2 separate regions of the Gossypium arboreum genome follow, and region 1 is linked to region 2. A link is a contact called in public Hi-C data. All regions are on one chromosome and are shown on one strand. Each heading gives the region's core, a stretch centred on a gene start, on an enhancer-like site or on the middle of the called end of the contact. The rest is flanking DNA. Distances are from core to core; before and after follow the strand shown.

Region 1 (2,845 bases), core at 196-2,695, 420 kb after region 2:
TACTAACATGTTGCATACTTCATAGTTTCAGTTATAGTTATAGGTGAATTTGAGATCATCCATACTTCAAATATTACAAATTGTAATACTCTTCTAATAGTAAATTTTAACTTATTTTATTGTAATTCTTTAGATCTGTTTCGTTGATATAGTGCAATTACATTGTAATTCTATATGTCACATTTGACAGGACAAATTGTAATTACACAATTATATAACTTGTATTTTTAAAATATAATAATTACTATAAAAATATTGTCATGATAAAAGAATTTCTAAAAAAACAAAAATTCAAATTAAATTATCATATGTATTATGTTAGTCCAAAAAGTAATTTAGAATACGATTTCTAATAAAAATAACAAGAAAAATAAACATCATATATAATTTTATCTAATTGTTCTAGTGTTTCATATTTGTTGGGTTATTCGATTTTAATATTTAACATATGCTCCTTTTCATCAAATGTTGGTCATTGACCGAGTTTATCGTCATCTGATTTTGAATTTGTATAATTAAGATGATAAAAATCTCTTTATTCTATATATTATTTGAAGTATGGATCATTCCGAATCCACCTATGAGTGACGCTATGAAGTATGCAATATGCTAGTACGATCCATCTTTTTTTATGCTCCATTTTCTTAAAGAATATCATATCCCATAATATGATGTAAGAAAAATTTTTGTATTTGTATCATTAACAAAACTTTTGTATTTGTATTATTAACATTTATCATAAAATATTTAAGTTTACAATGCAAATAGTCTGTAGCCTTAATAATAAAAATTTATATAAACTTAATTTGAACAAAGAAATATGCTAGATTATAACATTTTCTTATAATATGTAAATTAAGTTAAAATAAGTCAAAATAATATAAAATTTATAATATATAACCTCTATAAAAAAATTTATAAAGTATTGATAACTTTTGTAACACTTTTTATAAATAAATATTTTTCCCATAATTTTAGAAAATTATCTTTTTATAAATGTTATAATAAAAAAAGTATACACTTTTTTATAAATAAATATATTATAACACTTTTATAAAATATAAATTATTTTTATAATAAACTTTTATCATAATTTTAAAATTTTAAATTTAAAAATATATTTTTGTTTTACTTTATAAATTATTTTCAAGATATACCTTTTAGAATTTATAATATAATAAACCTTTTACCATAAACATTCAACACACTCATTGATGCTTATACTTATAATATAAAATTTATAATTTAAATTTATATAAAATAATTTTTAAAATTAAAATTAAATATAAATTACCTTCCTAAGTATTTCAATTCTGACCCTCCTTTAAAAGTTAAGTTACAATTCAATAAAACCCATAAATTCCAATAATTACCCAATCATATTATTCAAATATTTACATCCATATGCAGATTACTTTCCAAATACTACCTTGATAATTAAATAAATACACGGTTTAGACAAAACAAAAACGACAGCCGAACCCAAAAGCTCGCAATCCACCAAAACATTTCTTACCAAACCAAAACCTCTATATCCCTGTCTCCTCCATTTCCTTTCATTTTAACCTTTTTTCCCCTTTTCCCAAGCATCCAAACAGAAACAAGAAAATCAACACAAAAGAAAAGGTAGCCCTAAATGGAAACCTCTACATGGCTGAGCCCAAATCCCAATTTCCTTCCTTCTCCCAAAACCCACAGTCCCAACAGCAGCATCAGTAGCAACACCACCGCCCCACCACCCCCGACTCCGCTGCCCCAGCAACCCAAACTCATCACCAGATCCGAATCCGCCAATCCTTACCCGACAACTTTCGTCCAAGCCGACACTTCGTCTTTCAAGCAAGTCGTCCAGATGCTCACCGGATCCTCCGAGACCGCCAAGCTTGCTTCTTCCATTAACTCAACTTCCTCCCCTCACTCCGATCCCAACCTCAAAACCCACATCCCGCCGATCAAGTCCATCCCCAAAAATAAGCAAAACTCTGGGTTTAGACTTTACGAGCGAAGGAGCTCTCTCAAGAACCTCAAGATCAACCCCTTGAACCCGGTTTTCAACTCTAACAATTCAGGATTTTCGCCCCGAAAACCCGAAATACTCTCCCCTAGCATTCTTGACTTCCCGTCTTTGACTCTTAGCCCGGTTACTCCCTTGATATCCGATCCCTTTGATCGATCTGGACCTGGAAACCACGCCGATTGTATTAATAATATCGCCAACTTAGACAAGGAAGCTGAAGAGAAAGCAATTAAAGAAAAGGGTTTTTATTTGCATCCATCGCCGGCCTCTACACCACGAGATACTGAGCCTAGGCTTCTCCCTCTTTTTCCAGTTACTTCACCTAGAGTTTCAGGTTCTTCTACTTCTTCAAACTAAGAAAAACAAATCATTTTTATTTTTGTCTTCTTTTGATGATGTTGTAAGATTTTTTTTATATATTGTTGGGCACTGAAGATGAGGAATGTTAAAAAAAGGGCCGAGAAATGATTTGTAATCTTGGATACTTCAAGAGGAAATCTTTGCTTTTTTACTTCTTCTGCGATGTTTGGATGCTGGGAAATTTTAAAAGTATGATTCTAGTTAAAAACAATTTATTTATCTTAGTCAAATGAGGAATTTAAATTTTGGTAATTTGAGAAATTAAAGTGATTATTGCGCAAATAGATGACTGATTTGAATTGGAATCAATGAGTGACTATTAATGGCCAAGAAAAAAAAGTGACTATTACTAGTTTTTCTTAATTTTCTTTTGGATGATGTGTTATAAGGAGGAATTTGTATTTTGAAAATATTTAATGCAGTATTTAAATGGTCCTTTTATGTATTATTTGGTATTTATAGTTTCAT
Region 2 (2,700 bases), core at 106-2,605:
TACGACCCTTGAGAAGAACATAAAGGATCATCCAATAAATTTATTTATACCAAACTCATCTACTCAATTGATCCCTAACTAGAATGTTTACAACGTAACTAGCACAATAATTTCAACCAAACTTGGCGTACAATATCTTTGGTGTTAACCCAACTTGCAATTTCTTCAATACTTTTACCGAGCTCTTTCTCTTTACAACTCAACACATTTTAAGGTCATTATTTACCTAATATATCAAATTTTTTTATGCGCCCATTCTATAGGCCTAAAAGAAACTATTGGGGGGATAGAACTACGCCACATATATTACTCTCAGTCTATGCGCCAAAACTTAAGACCCGCCAAAATAGGGATGCTACAGTTTATATAGAAACCAAAGATAAGAAAGTGATGAAAGTACTGTAGACAAAGGAAAGAAAGTGATAAAAGTGTGAAAGGAATAGAAAAGTAGCAAAGGGAGTGAAATCTAGCTAAAAAGAGTGTGCTGAAAGTGATCGTGTGGAAAGTGTTCGTGAGTGGCTTACCGAATCACATTGCATCAACACGGTAAGATGGAAAAGTATGAATTTCAATTTATGGACAATAATGTGGCATGTACTTATATAAGGAAGGTGTTAAATAGATAGTAAAATGCCTTGAAAACAAGTTCTGTTGAAGTGGGAATGTCTTGAAGATTGTATGGTTAATGATTAGTGATTGAACATGGATGAGTTACATGATGTTTTGAAGGATGTATTGAGGTATTTTAAAGATAATAATGGAACTTAAGTAATATATTAATATTGAAATGTGACATCTTTTGCTCGAGTTATTGATTTGACTCGTGTAAGAGATGTTACAATTGTTGATTCTATAAGAGTAGGGCCAAGTTGTATATCGAATCACATCCTAGTAGAGCACTATATGGTCTTACATTATACGATACCTATTTAGTGAAAGCCATATCAAGCTCCTCTGTATAACCCTCTTCGTTTTTAAGAAAACTCCAAGCACTTAACACACCGTTGAAACCCTACCTAACTTTTTACATCTTCTTTAATAGATTTTCGTGTACTAGTGTGAACCACATCCAACTATCGTCTCAACCTTGTTTAGTGCTTCTCGACACACCTTTGCGAACCATGTTCAACTATTGTCTAAATGTTGCATTGACAAAACTATTGCCATAACATTAAAAAAATTATTAATATAAGCCACTTACAAAGCTAAGCTCTTAATCTAAGTAATTAATATTTAAATTTTAATAGTAAAATGTTACTTAAAAATTAAATATAAAACCGCTTTTAAGTTTTGCATTAGTGCAAGCAGATTCTTTCCCACTTAAAATATATTTATATGAGTAGCACTCAGATAGTGGAGGCCCAATTAGAGATCCGAGTTCTCATATTAATCTAAACAAAGGGCCCAAATTCCTATGGTAAACCTGTCATTTAAGACAATCCCCTCCGCCGGTCTAGGGTTTTCTTTTATCTTCTTACACTGTTTTACTCTTTATACACTTCGGCTCCACTGCAAGAAAAATCTAGAGATCCGTCGACAATGGTAGGAGTTTTCGAAGTAGGCGCCGTTCCGTTTAATCCTGACGGCTGGGGTCCGCCCGACTCCACCACCGCCACCGCGCCGTCCACCACCACCACTCTCCCTCTTCACGTTCCTTTCGCTCCCTTCTCCCGCTCTGAAAAACTCGGCCGAATCGCCGACTTCACCCGATCTTTTGCAAATGCCAATCCATCTAACCGCCCTTCTTCAGGGAAGCCTGGCGCAGCCTCCTCAGAGTCCCCCTTCGATTTCTCGCTCGACCTCGATACTTTCCCTCTTGCAAACCCCGAAGACGATTCTTCCTTTCGTTTAGTCGACGCAAAGCCGCCTACTCGACCTAAATTTGGCCCCAAGTGGCGCTTCAACCAACACCGACCTCAACTTCCTCAACGGCGAGATGAAGAAGTTGAGGCCCGTAAAAGAGAAGCTGAAAAAGAACGAGCCCGACGTGACCGTCTTTATAATCTCAACCGATCGAACCAGAACCAGCAACGTCGTGAAGCTGCGATTTTCAAATCCTCCGTCGATATCCAACCAGAGTGGAACATGCTGGATCAAATCCCTTTCTCAACATTCTCCAAATTATCCTTTTCCGTTCCAGAACCTGAAGATTTACTTCTCTGCGGTGCTTTAGAGTATTACGATCGGTCCTTTGATCGAATTACCCCGAAGAACGAACGGAGACTCGAGAGGTTCAAGAACAGAAACTTCTTTAAAGTCACCACGACTGACGACCCGGTGATCCGAAGATTGGCAAATGAGGACAAAGCAACTGTTTTCGCCACTGATACGATTCTGGCAACGTTAATGTGTGCACCCAGGTCAGTTTATTCTTGGGACATTGTGATTCAACGTGTTGGGAATAAACTATTTTTCGACAAAAGAGATGGGTCACAGTTAGATTTGCTATCGGTCCACGAGACCTCTCAGGAGCCATTGCCTGAAGCTAAAGATGATATTAACTCTGCTTATTCATTGAGTGTTGAAGCAGCTTACATAAATCAGAATTTTTCACAGCAGGTTTTGGTTAGGGATGGGAATAAGGTTAGTTTTGATGAGCTGAACCCATTTGCCAATGAAGGTGATGAGGTGGCTTCTGTGGCATATCGGTATAGGAGGTGGAAACTTGATAATGATATGTATTTGATTGCACGGTGTGAG

Evidence for each region. A called contact is a pair of places that touch in the nucleus more often than the background predicts.
Region 1: a contact with region 2 is called in a Hi-C map of leaf, with 4 times the contacts expected there. The contact joins the promoter of LOC108485426 here to the promoter of LOC108486325 in region 2. A contact is called at or near these places in 2 of 5 Hi-C or Micro-C datasets (both in leaf).

What each region holds. Positions count from the first base shown.
Region 1 is chr6:46,987,261-46,990,105 of ASM2569848v2, forward strand. LOC108485426 (VQ motif-containing protein 4) reads left to right here and starts at 1,446. Exons shown (of 1, transcript XM_017789263.2): 1 at 1,446-2,588. The coding sequence starts at 1,637. The coding sequence ends at 2,374.
Region 2 is chr6:46,570,257-46,572,956 of ASM2569848v2, forward strand. It overlaps LOC108486325 (eukaryotic translation initiation factor 3 subunit D-like), which reads left to right and starts at 1,356. Exons shown (of 2, transcript XM_017790321.2): 1 at 1,356-2,700. The coding sequence starts at 1,540.